7 separate regions of the Mus musculus genome follow, and all the other regions are linked to region 7. The links are chromatin contacts, called in public HiChIP or PLAC-seq and promoter capture Hi-C maps. All regions are on one chromosome and are shown on one strand. Each heading gives the region's core, a stretch centred on a gene start, on an enhancer-like site or on the middle of the called end of the contact. The rest is flanking DNA. Distances are from core to core; before and after follow the strand shown. Region 1 holds the start of Klc1 (kinesin light chain 1). Region 2 holds the start of Ppp1r13b (protein phosphatase 1, regulatory subunit 13B). Region 3 holds the start of Bag5 (BCL2-associated athanogene 5). Region 4 holds the start of Xrcc3 (X-ray repair complementing defective repair in Chinese hamster cells 3). Region 5 overlaps Coa8 (cytochrome c oxidase assembly factor 8). Region 6 holds the start of Trmt61a (tRNA methyltransferase 61A). Region 7 holds the start of Inf2 (inverted formin, FH2 and WH2 domain containing).

Evidence for each region. Promoter capture Hi-C pulls out the DNA fragments that hold promoters and counts their contacts. HiChIP or PLAC-seq counts read pairs in DNA pulled down with a chosen protein or histone mark. Capture Hi-C pulls out chosen DNA fragments and counts their contacts.
Region 1: a promoter capture Hi-C map of hippocampal neurons shows a contact between it and region 7, with 6 times the contacts expected there. The contact joins the promoter of Klc1 here to the promoter of Inf2 in region 7. A contact is called at or near these places in 2 of 39 promoter capture datasets (hippocampal neurons and liver), 4 of 115 datasets of contacts at active chromatin or transcription factors (embryonic stem cells, large pre-B cells and pancreatic cancer cells) and 1 of 9 other capture datasets (embryonic stem cells).
Region 2: a contact with region 7 is called in a promoter capture Hi-C map of neural stem cells. The contact joins the promoter of Ppp1r13b here to the promoter of Inf2 in region 7. A contact is called at or near these places in 3 of 39 promoter capture datasets (cranial neural crest, embryonic stem cells and neural stem cells), 1 of 484 Hi-C or Micro-C datasets (embryonic stem cells), 3 of 115 datasets of contacts at active chromatin or transcription factors (embryonic stem cells, memory CD8 T cells and pancreatic cancer cells) and 1 of 9 other capture datasets (adipose tissue).
Region 3: a contact with region 7 is called in a promoter capture Hi-C map of hippocampal neurons, with 4 times the contacts expected there. The contact joins the promoter of Bag5 here to the promoter of Inf2 in region 7. A contact is called at or near these places in 2 of 39 promoter capture datasets (cranial neural crest and hippocampal neurons) and 3 of 115 datasets of contacts at active chromatin or transcription factors (embryonic stem cells, epiblast stem cells and pancreatic cancer cells).
Region 4: a contact with region 7 is called in a promoter capture Hi-C map of adipose tissue. The contact joins the promoter of Xrcc3 here to the promoter of Inf2 in region 7. A contact is called at or near these places in 7 of 39 promoter capture datasets (cranial neural crest, embryonic stem cells, hippocampal neurons and 2 more), 2 of 484 Hi-C or Micro-C datasets (muscle stem cells and stem cell-derived neural progenitor cells), 4 of 115 datasets of contacts at active chromatin or transcription factors (bone marrow-derived macrophages, embryonic stem cells, epiblast stem cells and 1 more) and 1 of 9 other capture datasets (adipose tissue).
Region 5: a FOXA1 HiChIP or PLAC-seq map of pancreatic cancer cells shows a contact between it and region 7. The contact joins the enhancer-like site here to the promoter of Inf2 in region 7. A contact is called at or near these places in 2 of 39 promoter capture datasets (cranial neural crest and maxillary cranial neural crest) and 3 of 115 datasets of contacts at active chromatin or transcription factors (embryonic stem cells, epiblast stem cells and pancreatic cancer cells).
Region 6: a promoter capture Hi-C map of pre-B cells shows a contact between it and region 7, with 2.5 times the contacts expected there. The contact joins the promoter of Trmt61a here to the promoter of Inf2 in region 7. A contact is called at or near these places in 4 of 39 promoter capture datasets (embryonic stem cells, hippocampal neurons, liver and 1 more) and 3 of 115 datasets of contacts at active chromatin or transcription factors (epiblast stem cells, microglia and pancreatic cancer cells).

Annotation. Positions count from the first base shown.
Region 1 is chr12:111,757,440-111,760,139 of GRCm38.p6, reverse strand. Klc1 (kinesin light chain 1) reads right to left here and starts at 1,291. Exons shown (of 16, transcript NM_001025360.2): 1 at 1,098-1,291.
Region 2 is chr12:111,906,756-111,909,455 of GRCm38.p6, reverse strand. It overlaps Ppp1r13b (protein phosphatase 1, regulatory subunit 13B), which reads left to right and starts at 1,401. Exons shown (of 17, transcript NM_011625.1): 1 at 1,401-1,594. The coding sequence starts at 1,586.
Region 3 is chr12:111,711,873-111,714,572 of GRCm38.p6, reverse strand. It overlaps Bag5 (BCL2-associated athanogene 5), which reads left to right and starts at 1,317. Exons shown (of 2, transcript NM_027404.2): 1 at 1,317-1,529. It overlaps Coa8 (cytochrome c oxidase assembly factor 8), which reads right to left and starts at 1,304. Exons shown (of 5, transcript NM_026511.2): 1 at 1,155-1,304. The coding sequence starts at 1,280.
Region 4 is chr12:111,812,621-111,815,320 of GRCm38.p6, reverse strand. Xrcc3 (X-ray repair complementing defective repair in Chinese hamster cells 3) reads left to right here and starts at 1,442. Exons shown (of 8, transcript NM_028875.3): 1 at 1,442-1,496. It overlaps Zfyve21 (zinc finger, FYVE domain containing 21), which reads right to left and starts at 1,151. Exons shown (of 7, transcript NM_026752.4): 1 at 944-1,151. The coding sequence starts at 1,081.
Region 5 is chr12:111,731,146-111,733,845 of GRCm38.p6, reverse strand. Coa8 (cytochrome c oxidase assembly factor 8) reads right to left here. Exons shown (of 5, transcript NM_026511.2): 5 at 1-179. The coding sequence ends at 80. Among named protein-coding and RNA genes, the nearest start is that of Coa8, 19 kb to the right of the region's middle. Within about 2 kb of position 1,250, at least 88 of the 459 cell types and tissues checked have an H3K27ac peak or open chromatin away from gene starts, as enhancers often do. A contact at or near this core is called in pancreatic cancer cells, where this site is marked.
Region 6 is chr12:111,676,820-111,679,519 of GRCm38.p6, reverse strand. Trmt61a (tRNA methyltransferase 61A) reads right to left here and starts at 1,415. Exons shown (of 4, transcript NM_001099793.1): 1 at 1,359-1,415; 2 at 558-917. The coding sequence starts at 888.
Region 7 is chr12:112,587,351-112,590,050 of GRCm38.p6, reverse strand. Inf2 (inverted formin, FH2 and WH2 domain containing) reads right to left here and starts at 1,267. Exons shown (of 23, transcript NM_198411.2): 1 at 1,156-1,267.

The DNA.
Region 1 (2,700 bases), core at 42-2,541, 830 kb after region 7:
ACCTTAATTTTTTTTTACGGGAAGGGGGCTCCACATGTAACAAGGAAAAGCACTCCAGGCCGGGCACATTCAGGTCACAGGGAGATTCCACACCCGGCCACTGAAAGAAAGAGACTGGCTGGCCACTGGCCATGGACCACAGCATGACAGCACGCCACCCAGGGCGGTGCCGGGGAGAGGTGGGGGCTAGAAGGGCGGGGAGGCCTGAGACAAAGCCAGTCGGCTGACCCCCAACACACACACTACCACCACCACCACCTCTTCAGGACCTCAGCAGACAGGCTTTGGGTCCCTTAAGCCCACAGCTGCCATTGGAAGGCCGCCCCCGCCCCGAGGCCCGAGTCAGGGCGGGGCCCTGAACACAGATGGGACAGAAGCCTGAGGGACACAGGAGGGGAGTGGAAGAGAAGGGGCAGGAACAGAAGTCTAGAGTGCAGGCAGAGAGAGCTGAGCCCCAAACCTAGAGGGTCACGGACGAAGAAGGGACAAGGACCTCAACTCAGAGAGGGACAGGCAGAGATAGGACAGGACCCGAACCAGAACAGGAAGGGAAGGGAGAAGAGCCTCAGCCTGGATGTACAGGCAGAGAGATGACGACAAAGACCCCAGCCAGGAGGGGCGCAGCCAGTGACAGGGAAGGGACCCAAAGCAGGGGCGCAGGTAGACAGGGACAAGGACCGCAGATTGGAGGAGCGCAGAGAGGTGACAAGAGACCCGAGCCTAGAAAGGCGCAGGCGGAGAAAGGACAGAAACCCCTGCTGGATGTGCACAGGCTGAGAGAGGACAAGGACCGCAGACTACTGGCGCGCAGGCAGAGGTGACAAGAGACCGGAGCACGGAGGGGCGCGGACGGAGCGGAGAGGAGAGGGAACCCCAGGGTGCAGACAGGGATGGAAAGGCCAGGGAGGGGACTGGGTTCGGGCGGAGGAGCAAAATCGCAGCCTGGAAGGGCCGGGTGCAGATGCGGCGGTGGACGGAAAGGTCCAGAAGCCTCAGCCCGGAGGATGCAGGCGGGAAGGGGTCGCGGCCGCGTCTGGAGCACTGCGCACCAGCCGCGCGGAGCCCGGGGCGGGGCGGGGACCAGGCCGCGCACTCACCGTCCGATCGGGAGAGTCGCGCTCGTCGCGCTGTCACAGGCCGAGGCCGCGCAGAGCCCAGCCGCCTCAGCAGCAAGCGGCGCCTCCGCAGCCGCCCCGCAGCATCCTCACCCTGACCCGCGCTCCGCAGCCTCGCGCCACCCTCCGCCGCCGAAAATGGCGTCGCCGGCGCCGCGCCCGCCCCACAATGCTGTGCGCCGTGACGTCACCCGCCCTCGCGCCGCCGGGCGGGGCTCAGGGGAAACTGAGGCTGGGGTCCGCAGCCCGGAGCTCTCCAGGAGCCTCTCTAATCTGTGTGTGGTGGCCTCAGACCGGGAGGCTTCCCTCGCCGCGCCTCCACCCGTGGAGGACGGGAAGATCGCCAGGCGGCCAGGACCCACCCTCTGCGGCTCGCTCCTGGCCGCAGCTCTCGCTCGACCTCCAGCCTGGCCCAAAGGGCAGGCTTGCCAGCTCAGGTTGCTCCTGAGCCTCGCACAGCCGCCTGGCACCCCAACTGCAGGCCTGACTCAGCAGCGGGTTGGAGGGGACGCTGAGTCAGTGGCAAGGCCGAGCTTGCCTGCCACCGGCTTGGGAACCCTCCAGGTGCCTTTAGACGTTTCCAGAATGGCGCGGTTGTATTACTAACGGGGAGGGGTTGCGAATGCCCACAGCCTCCCCACCTTGGGAAACGCTTCCCTCTTCTGATGGTATTGCCCAGAACCTGCTGCGGTCCTCCACCCTGCACTTATACCTACCAACATCAGGGAGGCAGGTGCTTTTGATCTTAACAAGCAGATCCAGTTACTTTGACCTCCTAGAAAATTCAAAGGCTGGCCAATAAAGGGGCAGCTCCCGTGGGGAGCGCAGCAGCCCATGTTGGCCTAAGGAGAGGCTGTGGGTTCAGTCTTTACTGCAGGCTTCACTTGCCCCAGCACACAAACTGCTGCTTGGATGTTGGGTGTCGCCGGCTCTTCAGCCACTGCCATACATCTGAACAAAGCATATGACGGCCCCTGCCCAGGTGGTGTTGGAAAGAAAAGAGTAGGCTAAGCGGGAGCCCATTTCTTTCCCATGGGTCAATCACTGCCCCTCCGAGTCCTGTATATGCACACACTTCTTCAGCAAGCAAAGGGCTTTTTTGTTTCATCTGTCCCTGCCATTGCTTTGTTCAAGCTTTATCATCTCGTTCTTTTGCCCCTTCAACTGATATCCACTAAGTTCCCAAGGTTCTCACAGGAAGACCCAGGTACATAAAGTGGCAGATGGTGTCTGCTGGCCAGCTCCCATTCCAATGAGAAAAAACAAGCTCAAACAGAATCTGACTTGTTGAAAACAGTAAAATTGCAGGCAGAGTGGTGAGGGAGTGGCACATGACCCAAACTCCAAGGTCAGAAAATTGTGCTGACACACACAGGAAAGAACAGGACCACGGAACCAGCGTAGAACACTCCATTAAATCTTGAGACAGGAGCACCCCTGCTGTGTTGGGGAGGAGGAAAGACCAAGCTAATCAACCCTGCTGCAGACATACATCACTCTCAGCATGAGCATAAAACTCCTTAGCTTGGTCTACAAAGGCCACAGGACCTAGTTGTACTAAGGTCACTTTACCCTGTCCCTAGCT
Region 2 (2,700 bases), core at 152-2,651, 680 kb after region 7:
TCACAAACTGCTCGAAGTATTCATACATCACACCTGAGAGAGAGGTACTATTATCCTACCACATCCTATGACAGATATGAGCTCGCTGAAGATCACACAGCGAGGGTGTGTCAGCAGTGGTGTGGAACCAAGTCTGTTCAACTGGAAAGTCCACGCTCTCAATCACTAACCCCCATGGCCTCTTAAGCTCAGGTGTGGCTGCCCATAAGGGGGCTGGTGTAACTCTGGCCTCCTCCCTCTCTCTGCCCCGACTTAGCAGCAGCCTCCCGCCACTCAGAGAACCAGACAGGCTATAAACTGCCCCTGATCAACATCTGCTGCCCTCTCCAGGGGTTGGGTACTTCCCAAGGTGATCTACCCTTTCTGTGTTTGGGGTCATCCAGCTGTCTTCATGTTTCTGGAATCTCATGGAAGTTTAAGCCCGGTGCAGCTCATCAGCCGTTGTGTCTCATCTGTCAGAGTTCAGGCAAATGGCACAATGTGGAGTACTCAGAAAGGGTGCCTGCCCACCCGGCAGCCTCTGCTGAGGGTCTGCTCTGGGGCCTGCTCTACCCTCTGTCACTCAGGCTCCCTAGTTGGAGGGAAAAATGACACAGGAGACAGCATTCTAAGGACAGACCTGGACCCTGAAGGTACAGATTGGACTCTGCCCTGGGACGTTCCAGCTGGATCTCCAAGGATACTGACACAGGTGGGGATGGGTCCTTCGGTCTTGGGATGGATCGTGTGAAGGGCTGAGGCTGAGAGCCTGTATGTCCTGTCCAGGAAGGCTTCAATGGCTCAGCCCGCGGTGGAAGCGGGGGCAGAGTCCCAGGTCTCTGGGGCCCGGGACACTGAGCGGTATGCAATCGGCTGATGCAGACACATCGGGGACACCCTGTGCCCGCCTGATAGGATCCGGCCTGTAGCCTCGCATAGCGCTGGACACCTAGGGTATATGTTACGGTCAGAGTTGGTCTGTGGCCAGCTCGCCACTGGCCTCTCGGACCTGAGAGGTTCGAGTCTCCACCGGTCGCGACTGTGGGCCGGACCCAGCCGCCCTTTCCTCTCTGTCCTTTGCTTCCTATTCGTCCGAGGTGACCCTGAGCCGAAGTCTCGCAGACACAAGGTTCGGAGGTCCCTGGGCGCCCCAACGCCCCCTTTGCTGGTATGCAGGAGGAGGGGCGGGGTCGGCGTCCGCAGCGCGCCCCTCCCCCGCCGCCGAGAGCGCAGACGCGCACGAGCGCGCTCTCACCTGGCCGCGGCGGAGAAGCCCCGCCCTCTTATCCCGCCTACCCCCACCGGACCAATCATAGGTGGCGTAGGCGGGTGGGGGAGCGACGCGTGGGGCGGGGCCTCCGCAGCCTGCGGGGTGAGCCGAGTGGGTGGCGGAAGGCGGCCGGCTTCGGCAGAGGCGGTGGCGGCGGCTGAGGGACGGCGACGCGGCACGCGGGGCGGCGCGACAGGACGAGCGAGGGCTGCGCGGCTCTCCGCAGCTGCCGCCTCGCCGCAGCCGGGCCGCAGGGCGCCGCAGCGGGTGCGAGGCCTGTGAGGCGGCCGGAGCGGCGTCCTGTCAGGCGGCGCGGGCGCGGCGGACGGCGCCGCGATGATGCCGGTGGGTGCGGGCGGCGGCGCCTCGTTCCCCGGCCCCCGCGCGAGGCGGGCCCGGCAGGGAGGAAGCGGCGGGCGGGCGTGCAGGGCGAGCGAGCGCAGGGGCAGGTGGGGGCGGCGGCTGTCAGCGGGCGGGCGAGAGAGCGAGCGTGGGCGGGGTCGCCGACAGGGCGAGCGGCCTCCGCAGGGCTGCGGGCTGCGCGGGGCTGCGGCGTGTACGGCCCCTCCCGGCCAGCGACCGGTGCCTCGATTTCCTCGGCGAGGGCACCCGGGTGCGGTGTTCGCACGCTCGGAATATGTGTTTCCCCTGCACTGGGAGGAACGCATGCCGTGCGTGGATTCAGAGAGCCATCTTAGGAATCCCCTTGCCGAGGCTTCTCCGTGGGTACATTTGCTCCACCTGGCGTGATGTCCCTATGTCCTTAAGGTTGAGCCGGTTGTGTGTCACTCGAGCCTTTGTCCTGCTCTTAAGGATGCTTTTGGCCAGGAAGACCTTCGTTTTGGGGGTTGCCACCTTCTTTGCCTTTTCCTTTACCTGCGTGCGGTACAAGCAGCAGTGGATGCTGAATTCTCTCCTTTTTTAAATAGGCTTTTTGTGAAGTGTATACGTCGTAATTAATGGGAAAAAACGTGACATAGATTGTACCCAGTTGGGCGTGTTGTTTTTAGAGTGTCTATTGAGTAAAAAAATCTCAGACTAATAAAATAACACACAATCTATTTTTTTTTTTTTGTTCGCTTGTTTTAGAAGTGCTGGGGGTCAAACCTGGGCTTTGCAGGACTAGGCCAGTGTTTCTATCACTGAGTTTATATATCCCAGATCCACAGAAAAAAAAAATTGAAGCCTACGTGGAAAGATCACGTTTCAGAGGGGAAATATGTCTCTGCATTTTTACTTGAATACTGTCGTTCTGCTATGCTGCACCCAAGCTCATTAGTTTACAAACCACCACCCCTTCAAATAATTTCCTGTTTCTTGATAATCTCTTCTCCCTCCTTTTGAACTGATTCCAACCCCTGGTGTTGGTGGAGTTTTAAGATTTAACCTACTTGATCCTTAAATCCTTTGGTGTTAGGCTTGTTGAATGCTAAGCATGTTTTTAAACGATT
Region 3 (2,700 bases), core at 68-2,567, 880 kb after region 7:
GAGCCAGAGGCCAGGGTCCTAAGGCAACAAATCTAAACTGGAGTAGTCAGAACTTCAAAGCTAAAAGTGTGCAAGGAGACACAGCATAGCAGAGATGAAAATTTTCACAGCAAGCACATTTTGCAATTCTTAATTTTCTCCATCTCTCTTCTCTCTCCTCATCCCTCCTTCCCTCTCTTCATTATTGCTTAAACCAAGCTCTCTAGTCTCTATCACTAGCTTAGTGGTCATTGAAGTGTTAGTAGCCACTGATTAATGTTTTACCTCCAGCCTTAGCGTTTTCATATGACTGATAGACTCTAAACCTAGGCCTTTTTTTTTTTTTCCCGAGACAGGGTTTCTCTGTGTAGCCCTGTCCTGGAACTCACTCTGTAGACCAGGCTAGCCTCAAACTCAGAAATCTGCCTGCCTCTGCCTCCCGAGTGCTGGGATTAAGGCGTGGGCCACCACGCCTGGCAACCTAGGCCTTCCTTAAGCAAAGCATTCTGTTGCAAAGAAGTGCAACTGAGGGCTGGTGAGATGGCTCAGTGGGTAAGGGCACCTGACTGCTCTTTGGAAGGTCCAGAGTTCAAATCCCAGCAACCACATGGTAGTTCACAGCCATCCGTAACGAGATGTGAACTCCCTTTTCTGGAGTGTCTGAAGGCAGCTACAGTGTACTTACATATAATAAATAAATAAATCTTAAAAAAAAAAAAAAAAGAAGTGCAACTGACTAAAAAAAAAAAGCTTTATTTAGTTTTATATATGTGAGTGCATTGTTACTGTCTTCGGTGTTCCTAACAGCTGAACCATCTCTCCAGCCCAGCAATTGTTTTTTTGAAAAAGGCTTCACGCCCATTCTTGCTGCAGACCTGCACTGTGGATCTCTGACATCGCGTGCACGTTTACAAACAATGCGAAGTCTACAGAAGTGGGATGATGAAGTCAGCCACGGCTTTAAGTCGAACACTAATCTTAACGATGCGAAAATGAGAAAGAACACCCTTCAAGAGCTGTGTTAATACAAATGGGAATTAACTCGGGGATAAGCAAGGCTCGCGCTCTCCACAGCGGATCCCGGGCAGTGATCATCAGTCCGTCGGAGAGGTGCAGGCGGCGTGGGTTTGCTCGGCGGCCTTCCTCCCTGCCAGCGCCCCCGGCGTCCCGCTTACCCGGCTGGACGCCGCATCCCTGTGATCCGTAGGGCGCTCACGGGCCAACCTAACGCCGCCGCCGCCGGAGAAGGACCGGCAGAGAAGCCGGCGAAGCGCTCTGCTTCCGGGCCGCAAAGCCGCCATGGCCCGCGCGTACGGCAGGATCGCGACAGTGGAAAGGTTGGCGTTACGGCGGCGTCGCAAAGCCCGAGCCGACGCGCGGCGAGGCCGACCGTGCGCATTCCCTGGGACGGACGCCGGGCGGCGGGGCCCGCGCGGGACGAGGAGAGGACAAGTTTTCCCCGGGCTCACTGCTGACGGGCCCGCTCTGCGAGGACGGCGACAACGCTGCGGAAGTGTAGGTGGCGGGGCGCGATGGCGCGTGCGGCCCAGGTGAGCGTGGGGCGAGGGCGCGAGCTCCGTTCTCCCGGCCTCGGGCGCTCCGCCGCCCTCGCTGCGCAGGCCCGCGCCCGCCGCGCGCCCATTGTGAGGTCAGGCGGCGGCGCGTCCGGCCGGGCCGAGACCCGGGAGCGGCCGCCGCGGCCAGTAGCTGCCGCCGCCTCCGCCGGCCCCTTCACCGGCTGCCCGGGTCAGACCTAGCCGGGAAGGGCGAGGGGGGATGCCGCTGGGGGCACCGCTGCGGTGCCGCTCCCCGTGAAGGGCCGATCTCCCACCTCGCAGCCCCCCGCGGCAGCCAAGACCGCCGCCGCCCAGACCTCCCGGGGTAAAAGCTCTGCGAGGGCCGGGCTTGGACCCTCCCGGGGACTGAGTTCTGTGGCCTGCCCGCCAGAAGTGAGCTGTTTGACAGAAACCTGAGAGCGTGGGAAATGCTCTAAGCGCACATACCGGGAGGCGAGTGACCGAGTTAATCGCAGTCGGCAGGTTTGGGCGGCGGGTATTTGAAGTCAGGGTGAGGATTTGGAAGTTTCGTAGCTCCTCTTTCAGAAAAGTAGAAAGTTAGCTAGCTGTCTGGACGAATGGTGCTCCTGTGAGTGTGGAAGAGCTACTGTTAACTTCCAAACTGGTTCCAGAGAGTAGATTAGGATGGGGGGGGGGGGGATCTAAGGAAATTGTGTTGCTAACCTGGTGGGTTGACTAGAATGGCAGTGTACGCAGCTCGCTCTCATGGTTTAAGACAGAATTCATAGGCCTAGACATCCACCCAGGCTGGATCATGAGGACCTTCTGTCTGTCGTTCAAATCCCTACCGTGTTCCCCTATTTCCGTTTTGCTTTGAATTCTTAGGGTCACCAAGTAGCCCATGGTGATCTTGAATTCGTAGTTCCCTTTCCTCTGTATCCCCGACGCTAGGATTGTAGGGATACACCAGCACACCGGTGAGCTTGCTTTGTTTTGTTCCTGTCCAGCTGTTTTCAGGAGAGGGAGTTGACATGTCACATCTTCCCTTTCCTCAAGCAACCTTTTACACCTTTGACGAAACCTTTTGTGTATTTTGGTGCATGCCCAGGTGCCAGAGTTTGGCCTCCCTGCCCGCCCACCATCATTTCCTTGGTGTCCTTTGACTTTGGCTTTTGAAGTGGGGCTTCCCATGGTCCTGAAGGTC
Region 4 (2,700 bases), core at 193-2,692, 770 kb after region 7:
ATGAGCTCTCAAGGGGAAAGAAGAGCAGCTGATTAGAATTCCAAGCAGGGACTCTAACTTAAAAAATTTGGGAGGAGGCCAGGTGTGGTGAAGCACATCTTTAACTCAAGAGGCTGAGGGAGGAGGAGTTCGAGGACAACATAGCAACAGTGTGTGGTAGAGGCGTGTGGTAGTGCATGCCTAGCACTCTGAAGGCAGATCTTATGAGTGCTAGGCCAAGGACGGGGAGGTGGGAGGGGGAGAGGGGAGGAAGGGAAGGAGAGGGAGAAAGGGAAGGAGGGAGAGAAACAGAAACATGGATGAATTTACACGAGCCATTAAGATAGCTCACCAAGTAAAGGCACGTGCCGCCACACCTGAGACCTGAATTCCGTCCCTGGGACCCAGATGGTTTAAGAAAACTCTCTTCTACAAATTATCCTCTGATCTACACACCAGCGCTGTGACATTGGGGACAAAGGCACATACACACATGAATAAATGAAGAAAAGTTGTTTCAAAGTTTATCAAAGTCGCCAGTACTTTCGTTGGTGTCTTTTAAAGATATTTAATTTGCTTTGAAATAAAATCGCATGGAATGCGTGAATTGCTCCTATTTTCTCCCAAGTGGCCAAGCTTTGCAGAGTTTAGAACTTCGAAGATTGCAAACCCTTTGGCACCGTTCCTCCGTGGGCAGGTGGAGGCGGACTCCCTCACCCTCGCCCCACGGACACACTCCAGCCCCAAACTCGCGCACGGCTCACGGGTGAGCCGCTCCACCGCTCCCCCTCGGGCCTCCCCGGGGCTCCGCACCGCGCAGCCAATGACCGCCAAGGAATGGAAAACGCCCCACAGCGCAGAAGGGACAGCGGGAACGCCCGGAGGGGAGCCGCGGCCGAGCGTCCCTAGGACGGAGGCGGGAGACGCCCCGGCTCGGGTTGGGGACCCGGGGGCTAGGACGCACCTCCTTGTCCGGAACCCACTGCGGCTCCTCCAAGCCGAAAGGGCTTCCGAAGGCGCGGTGCTCCGGCACCATGCGCAGGCCACTTGGCGAGCGCACAAGCTTCTTGGCGTCGCGACGCGCGGCCACCCCCGAGGACATGTCTCCGCCTGAGCCCCTCACGCCACCGCCCGCGCTGAGCCCACACAAGGCGCCACCCCGCCCCGCCCGCAGACACGATGACAGCTCCGAAGCCCAATCCGCAGCCAGAGCTCGTAATATGAACCAATCGGAGAGTAGTATCCGCCCCAGAGTCGCCCTTCTCCAATCCGTGCAAGGATCCCGCCCCTACGGCTGGCCACCAATCGGCGGTGAAGACCGGAGGGGCACCCTCGCCCCTCTAGGGAGAGTGTGACTTCGGATTGGCCAATTAGTCAGCCACGTAGGCGCCTCTTCGTTTCTTCTGGGTGGAGCAGACTCGGACTCTGGCCTCTCATTGGAAGAGAAGATTGAGATGGGCGGGGCTTCAGGAGCGGGCGGAGCGCGCGGGAGACTTGCGGGGTCGCTGATCCGGGAGGTGAGTTAGCTGATCGCGAGTGGCCGAACATGGGGTGGCGGGAGAGGACAGAGGACACTGTGGGTTTCGAGCGCCCCAGGTCGGGACTCAAGAACGAGCTTCCCCAGCGGGGCACCCCTTCAAGCCCGTAGCGGGGTTTGAAGGAATCGAACTGAGCGCGGGACCTGCTTTCCGCACTAGAGTCCCAGGCCAGCCACAGCGTGACCACTCGCTGCAGATTTGATCTGTGACTTTTGTTTTTCTTGTGGTGTTCGTAAGGACGAGTCACATTGTGCGTGTAGCCTAGGCTGGCCTTGGATTCAGCAGTCCTGCCTCAGCCTTCCTCGCACTGATACAGGTGTGAGCCACCGCGCGCGCCTCACCCTCTAGCTTCTTTGGGTAATTGGCCAAATCAGCTACCCAGGAGCTTTGCTCTCTCTCTGACACAATTGGACACACTCTAGCCCAGTTGGAGGGATGAGCTGGTGTAACCCTACTTCTCCGGAAGGCAGGCGGCCAAGTGGAGCATGGAGCTCTGTGCTTTTGTCTGAGACACAGGTTCTCAGTGTTGAAGTAGAAGTTGCTCAGTGGCACTTTGTAAAGCAAGGTTAGCTGCCTCAAGGCCTTGGCATTTGCGGGTGCACAGATAGAACCCGCCCCTGACTATGTCCTCTGTCCAGTCTCCACCAAGCCCTGTGATTGCTCTGGTTCACCACTGGACGCTGTAGCGATGGCTTGGGGGACCTTTGAGTTCTGGTGCCAGAGCTTTGTGTCTGAAAGCATGTTCTCCCTTCCCTCCTGCCCTGTGTGGTGTGGTGTATGTGTGTGTGTTGTATGTACATACGTGTATGTCCGTTTGCATCCGTACTGATGTGTGTGCGTGTGTGGAAGGCAGATGTCTGACATATATTCCTCCATCACTTGCCCTACGAACCCAAAGTCCACAGATTCAGCCTGTCGGCCTGCTCTGAGGAACTTGTCTCTGCCTTCTGAGCCCTGGGATTACTGGCAGCCCACCAAACCTGCCCAGCACCAGATCTCACGTCCTCGGCCTCCTCAAACTTGGCTCCTGAGCCACTCCACCCCATCCTTAGTGCCTCTTGGCACTGTCATTTGAACCCATTGCAGTGTACTGTAGGACACGCCTTTCCTCACACTGGCCTGGTGCTGTCCCCTCCGGGCCCCTTTCGGGAGACTTTCTCTGTGCTTTCTGGTACGGTGGAGC
Region 5 (2,700 bases), core at 1-2,500, 860 kb after region 7:
GTGTCCAGGGCCTCATAAACAGAACCTGGAGCTGTGGGTCAGGTTCCGGTGCTGTGGGTCAAGTTCTGGTGGGCTCCTCCTAACTGCTTGTCTTCTTTTGCCTTAGCTTGCTCCACATCCTCTCCAGGACCACCTTCCCCATGAAGAAAGTGATGGCAAAATTACGCTTGTACCAGTCTCTACAGAGAAAGAGAGGACCCCAGTCAACTGCAGTGTCAGGCCTGATCAGCAGCTTTCCTGGAGGTGCCACAGTCACCTGACTCCCTACTTCCACCCCAGCAGAATACACACACACACACACACACACACACACACACACACATAGAGAGAGAGAGAGTTTCCCTAAGTATAGAGAGCTCTAATCTTCCCCTGGCCTGTATTAGCAGATTCCTAGGATGCTCTGAGGATCCAGCAGCATCCTAGACAGGCAGTGATGAGTAGCGCCATGGAACAGCCTACCAGGCTTTCCAGGGACCTGGGATTGGGGTGGGGCTCTGCTTGGGTCTAATTTGTATGAGACAAAGTATCCCACAGAAGGAAGCTGACTGTCACAACGTTCTCCTTCTCCTGGGTCTCTGATGCTCTCATACACACCCTGGCAGAATCTGGACAGAGAAAATACACAGGCTGCTGCCTACACGTCGTAAGTGGAAGCCCACCCACTGGGCCCACCCACTGAGCCTAACGGTGAGGTGAAGTGTGGAGGGCTTACTGCATAGAGGAAAGGCACATCTCAGATCCTGGGTGCAAGCCCCTGCTGCCCCAAAGCCACCAGCCGTTCCAGGCCCTGAGCACTTCTGCTAGGGCTGGATTCACTGACCCTTGGATCTCAGCACAGAAGGTAAGAGAGGAGCCAGAGCCCTAAGGAGGTGACAGCACAAGTCAGCCACAGTGTAGGTCCACAAACTCCATCTACCTTCCTGAGAACTTTATAACTCACAACCTGCTGTCAAGCAGAACCCTAAGTAAACAGGAAGGCTCTGGGGGAGCAAGAGGCCACCCCGTGTGACTCAGGCAAGAAGAGCCCCACTGCTCTTGTGAGGCAGATGATCTGGACAGTCAAGCAGAGAAACCAGCAAAGGAAGCCAGCAAAGCCTCCCTGTTTCCGAGCGGAGGCAGCCTCACAGAGCCTGCGCACACACAGCCTGCAGGGGGCAGCCGTGCGCTGTGTCCGTGAGCTCACGTGGCTGAGCGCCTAACTGGGTCAAAGCAACACAGCGCAGCCGCAGCCGCAGCCGCAGACTGCTCCCTTCGAAGCGCATCCAGCCTCCAATGCCGCCCACGTTCTCGGAGACCTTGCCGCTCTGGCCACAGCCAGCCCTGTCACTGCTGCATTTTAATGCAAATCTCGAGTTGCATCTTAATTGCAGTACCAGGCAGAACAAAAAAACTAAAATCTCAAAAAAAAAAAAAAATTCAGATTTATCAGGCCAACCATATGGTGGCCTACACTTCTAATCTGAGCACTTGGGAAGTGAAGGTAGACAGAACCTCTGTGAGTTTGAGGCTAGCCTGGGCTACACAGTGAGTTTCTGAACAGCCAGAACCACATAGTGAGATCCTTTCACAAACAAAACCCACTAATCTGTCAGGATGATGAGCTGGCCCAGACACACCTATCCCATCTCCATGAGACACCTGTCACAAGAGCTCAGGACTGGGCAGGCAGGCGCTCAGGTTCTCGTGCCTGCCCCACATATACACAGCCCTTACTTTTCCTATGAGCTGGTGCTTCAATTTGGAAGCCCGACCACACTTCAGCCCACGTCAGTCTCCTGAACAGCTGCAGGCGTGGCTGTCCTTCCTCCGGCAGCACCCTGGGCCACCGATGAGGACATGCTTAGTTAGGCCTCGGGTGTGGCACCCTCATCTGTCACCATCCAATCCCACAGCTTTTGCTGACCGGTGGCGTTAGCAGTCAGGGTTGATGAGGGATGACGAGTGTCTAGCCCTGTGTGGCCACCAGGGAAATACTTACATCACTGTTTCTGAGTGTTCTTTTTGTTTTGTTTTCCAAGACAGAGTTTCTCAGGGCAGCGCTGGCTGTCCTGGAACTCACTCTGTAGACCAGGCTGGCTTCACACTCATAGCTCACCTGCCTCTGCCTCCCGAGTGATGCCACCAGCAGCAAGCCCGAGTGTCCCTTTGTGTGCTCACCTTTGACTACCTTTGGCACCGGGCAGGGAAGCTTTTCCACACGAGCCGTACATACAGAAGAGACCAGAGCTTGCTTTCTTGAGTGCTCACACAGATGTGTGTGTGTGTGTGTGTGTGTGTGTGTGTGTGTGTACACAATGGTGTTTTGTAATGCTCTGCATGTTCTGCTTGGGAGGGTGACTCACCCTGCAGTTCAGGCTCCTTGCTGGTCCCTGCATGGCTCTCCTGTGGCCTTTGATCTCTACTGATCAAGAGTTCTGACAGAGGGCTGGTGAGATGGCTCAGTGGGTAAGAGCACCCGACTGCTCGTCCGGAGTTCAAATCCCAGCAACCACATGGTGGCTCACAACCATCCGTAACGAGATCTGACTCCCTCTTCTGGAGTGTCTGAGGACAGCTACAGTGTACTTACATATAATAAATAAATATTTTTTAAAAAAAGAAGTCTTTAAAAAAAAAAAAAAGAGTTCTGACAGACCCCGTTTTTCCAAGGAAAGATACTTAAAGGGCATTGATGTAAGTCCCTGAGGCACTGTGGGTACC
Region 6 (2,700 bases), core at 166-2,665, 910 kb after region 7:
AAACACACCACCAAGGATCTAGCCATCTGATCCCCGGGGTCATTCTTGGCAGAGGTGTATGCCTAGATTGCTGCATCCAGTGGCCTCAGTACCTAAGGGTGGGCATGTGAGAGACAGCTAGCTCAGACCCTTCTAGCTACCACCTGGCCTCGTATCAGTGACAGTGCTAATCTTCGATGGAACTAGGGAAGGGCCTGGCTGTAAGTGTGGGACAGACTTCTCTCTGCAATGAGCTCTGGAGTATCCAGCCTCCCTCCAGGAAGGGGCAGCTGGCCTAGAAAAAAAGCAGTCAGCACCTTGGCCAGCATCAAGCAATCCCAGCTCCGACCTCATAGGGCACCTCCTCCTCTTTCTTCTCCAACCCAGGTTAGCTCCCATCAGCTGCCATTTCGATGACAGCAGCTAGTACTGCTTCTGGCTTCACTCCCTGCAGCCACACCCTCCCTTGCAAGCGGAGTTGCTAAATAAAAGCTAGAAGAACCAAGTAGTTCAGCGCACAACTGCAGGAAGGATCGGCTGCAAACCGTCTTATCTGAGCTCATACCAGAGGAGCTCACCTGATTCACAGACCACAGAACCGGGACGCAGCTCCAGCATCATGGTGATCAAGGCAATGTCGGTGGAGTAGAGGATCTGCGTGCGGTGGGGCAGGTTCACTGTCCAGAGCTCAGGAGTGGGGTGCAGCACATACACCCAGCCGCCTCTGCTGCAAATCACCTTGGAGCCAAATGGGCGGCCAATGAGGTCCACCGAGTGCCTCAGGACGCCATGCCGGGTCTGGGTCTGTGCCCCACGCTGCACACGCACTGCTACCATCGAGCCGTGCCCCAGTGACAGGATGGCTGTGTCGCCTTCCTTGATCAGCTCCTCGTATGCCACGAAACTCATGGTGTTAACGTTTGCCAAGGGTCAGGGACCTGGAGAAGTGGTGTGTGGACGTGAGGTCAGAGGACCAGGAGGCAGGATGAAGATCTGTGGTCTGGACAGAGAGGTCTGTGGGGCCTGGGTTCTGAGCAGGGTTAGCGGACTTGCTTAGCCAACCCAACAGAGCTGCACTCTAGCCTAACATATGGAGCCCTTCTGGAGGTCTCTATTCTCGGAGTACACAAGAGAGTGCACAGCGACAGGAGCCCAAGGATTCCCACACATGAAGAACCAGAATCCCCTAGTGTGAAGGCGGCAGCCTCTGATAGCGTGCACAGCAGGGGAGAGAAGCCACCTCCGAGCCCGGAATCCCCGTAGCCCCTTGCCCAGAGTCTCCACGGAGGGCTCCCGACGGCAGGGAAGGCTGGCCTCCCGCCGAACAGCACGGGACCTGCCAGCAAGCCCGGAGCGCCGCTCCCAGCTCGGAAACTCACGCAGCATAAACCGGCTCCCGGCTCCACACGTGGCTCCACGGCGGCCGTAGCACTTCCGGTGCTTTTTGATGACGTCAAACCAACGCAGGGCTCTCTGGGAGTCGCCGCGCTGTCCTTTGCGTGCTCCCAGAGGACCTTTTCTGGCTGGCGTCTCTTCGGCTGTGTTCTTCTGTGCAGGCTTGCACGTTGCCTAAGAGATCCGAGCGCTGTGCGAAATAAAAGTCCCCTGCTCGCCCGCGGCCTGTCCGCGCGCGGCCTTTTAGGGCTGCCCGGTGCACGAAGTGTCTGCCCGCGGGATACGCATGACCCTAAAGAGCACTTTGACAACTATGTAACCCCAGGACCTCCCTACTATGGCCCACCAGGACATTTTTGTCATTGCAAACAGCTCTGAAACACCCTGTCTGGGCTCCAGAATAAATGCCATAAAGTGGAAACGCAGGCAAAGGGATGAGGGTTAGCTCAAAGACTTTGGCTAGGGCTGGGCCGAGTAAAAGGAGTAGAGTTAGTCTGGAGTATTCTGCAAAAGTGGCCCTAGGCCAGGTCCTGCCTGAGGGGGAGGGCACAAAGCGTCCCTTTCCAGGATCCCTGGCATCTTGAGAGCCTATGAAGTGAAGGAAGATTCTTCCTCCGGGTGTGCAGTGGAGAGGGGAGTAGGCAGGCATGGGGCAGAGAGAGTGGAGAGCCTTCCTGCACACCTCAGCTGGTAGAAAAGAAGAGAAGGAAACGTTAGCTATGCAGAACCAGCAGCAGTGACCAGCTTAAGGCTGCACTCTCCATGAAGAGACTTTGACCCAGCCTGCCTTTTCTAGAATCCCGCCAGCCTATAGGGATCCTCTGGGGCCAGGCTAGGCCAACCTGTGATGTCCTTGCCCTAGAAACTCAGGTGCCTGACTTCAGACCTCCTCAAATTTCTGCCCTGATTGACCTTAGTATGATAGCCCTGGAAGGACAGACAGTGAGGGTTTTTCTTGGTCGCCCATGTCTTCAGCTGAGACATCCCAGCCATATCCACAGCCCCACAACCCTTTTCTTTCTTTTTTTCGTCTTTATTGAATAATTTATTTACATTTCAAATGTTTTCCCCTTTCCAGGACTTCCCTTCAGAAACTCCTTATCCCATCCTCCCTGCCCCCACAACCCCTGTTCTAACAGGGTACTTCATTCCCTTGGTGGTGCACAGCCCAATACACATCCTAATTGCCCCTCTGGAGAGTTAGACTTTTCACTTCTCCTGGGAGGTTCCTCTTCCTCAGCTTCTCGGTGGCATGGAGACCAGGCCTGATTACATCCCCACCCAACCTATGAGTTCAACGGGGGGGGGGGGGGGGGCTTGGTTCCA
Region 7 (2,700 bases), core at 18-2,517:
GTCTCAGCACAGCGAGATGGGTGCAATTAGCTAGACAGCCATCAGCACCCCCACAAAATGAGGGGCCTCAGCTGGAGGTTAACCCCTCAGGAGCAGAACCCTTGCCAACAGCCTGCTTGGGTACCAGGGAGGGAAGCTTAGAGACCGCCAGGAAAAGGTAGGAAGGCAGAGCCAGGCAGGGCAACTCCTACCTGGTCCTAGGGGGACCCCCAGCTAGGTCAACTTGCACAGCTGCTCCCCAACCAATGGGTTGGGACAGGGAGAAGCCTTAGTCTCCAGCCTTGGAACAAACACCTTTTTTTTTTTTTTTTTTTTTTTTTTGCTCTAGGGGTTACAGTGTCTGCTTCCCAAATGCCCCCTGCCCTGGGTGACACCCTGAAGGGATACAGTCTGAGACACTCTCCTCACCCTTCAAGTTTAGAGAAGGAATTGAGGCCCAGAGAGGACGGGTAAGGAGGGACTTCCCAACTCTGGCTTCGACCCGGGCGTGCAAGCTTTAGAGTGGGTGCACTGACCTGGAGCCCAAGGCAGGAAGGAGCAGGGTCATTTTTGCCGCTGACTCCTGGTGTGTCCAACCTGTCACCGTGTGCCACCGGGCACTGAGCGGTTAGAAGACGGGACACACGGGCCCATAGACGGCTCTCCATCCCATAGTCCTCTAGGGAGTCCACCAAAGCATAGTTGGGCTTTCTGCTAAGATCACCTTCATTCCCAGCGTCCTTGCCCAGGAGGAGGGTAGACAGGGGTAGCCACAAGAAACAGAGCTGTGTCACTCTCTCAGGTCTGCCTTAGCCCACCGGCGGCGGGCATCTTTAGAAGCTAGCTGTCAGGGCGGGGCCGCAAGCTCGCCCTGTGCTATCCCGGAGGCGGACCTCCAGTTGAAGTTTATTTTCTCAACTGTGGCTGATTCATGGTCAGGATGTGGTAGCCGCAAGGTGGGGGAACTCCTCCAGTCCGACCCGGAGCAAACACCCTATGAGCAGTGAGCATCATCTCCATATCAGCCCGTAGTCGAGGGCCAAGAGCGCGGGACCAGGTTCTTGGCCACCTTGGTGCACACGCGGCAGTCCGCTCCTCAACCCCAACCATTTCCCTCACTGCCCCCAGACTCGGTTTCCCTCTGCGTTCCAGGCTAGCCCGAAGCCGCGGACTTACCGGGTGGGGGTACAGCCGAGAGATGGTGCAGAGTGCTGTGTCCCGGCGCCGGAGCGTCTGGGGCTGCGGGCGGCGGCCTCGCGGCTGCTTTCCGCACAGTCTAACCGCGCTCGCGGGCCGGGCGGGGCTGGAGGGAGGAAGGGGAGGTGCGGCCCCACCCGGCGGCGGCCACGTGGGGGGCGGTGCTGCCCGGGGCGGGGCGGGGTGGGGTCTCCAAGGAAGCCCTGCCCACCCGGGTCTGGCATCTCTGCGGGGGCGGAGAGATGAAAAGGAATGGGACATTCCGGGACTCTCTAGAGACCTGCTGGGAATGGCCCTTTTGCCTCCGACCTCACTGTCAGTTCCCGCCCAGGCTCCCTAGCACGTTCCTTATCTCTCCCCTACGCTGGCCATCTGGTGGACTCACGAGTTGGTCAGGTTCTCCACCACCTCTGGTCCAGCTCTGCCTCCCACACGGGAGCCCTGCTGTAGGCTGCTGATCTTGAGAGTCCTCCGATGTCCCTACCTTCATCCTTTTTTCACTGGAGGTAGCTATTTCCAGTTTCTAGCTCTGTCCTGAGGACCTGCTGAAGTGCTCTCCCTGGCCCTAGCCTGGGCTGTGCGCCCTCAGTTTCTCCAGCTTGAAGTTGTACCTTTAAAAGGTTTATGAACGTGAATAAAGGGTCTCCACTTACTTGAGCCTTGAATCTTCCAAGCTGGGTGGAGGGCATGTGGCGGGTGGGCAGAGTGAAGGGCTCTGGATCTCCTGTAGCCATTCTATCCTGGACACAGCATCATGCTTGGGGGTTTATGTGCTCTTCTGCCACATGGGATTAAGCACAGCCTTGGCTGCCTGTAAATGTCCATCTCAGTATTCTGTGCCCCCTGCTCGGCCCTATCATCTCAAGCGCAGGGCCAAAAGCAACCTTTGATAGCTAGCCAGTGTTGGGATGGCCCCAAAGTGCTTGGTGTGCACCGCCAAGGCAGGTGCTGACTGGCTCTTGGACACTGCCCAGCCTGGGATGTAAGTCTTGGCCGTTCCTGTAGTGGGACTCAGCTGTTCTTAGAATGCACAGTCCCTGCAGCCACCAAATGAGCCACTCAGCCCCACTAACGCTCAGCACAGAGACCTTCTGTCTGGGCTGCAATTCTGGTTACCCAACATCACCTAGGTCTGGTGGCTCCTTCTGGGAAGGGGTCAGCAAGGTTTACTCACTCTGTCCTGGGCCTTTGGTCAGAGGGTGTGTTTATTTACCCAAAAGGAGGAATGTGACTATGGCCCCAGCCTGGAGGACTGTTGGCCTCAGCCTGTCACCATCCCTCATTCCCTCATCCCCCCATGAGACCGCAGTGGCTGTGTTTGGGAACTGTGTCATCTTTCCAGGTTCTTCTGCAGTGGCCCTGAGGGAGGTGCGGCCCTGTTGGAGCTGTTCCTCAGGGTCAGGCCAAGCCATGAGAGGCCAGAGCAGGATGAAGCGGGCAGAGTAGCTAGTTGGTAGCTGGGGTCAGGGTTCAGAGATCTGGCAGTTTGTGGCTCTGGATGCTGCAGGAGTGGGAGTTTCCCTT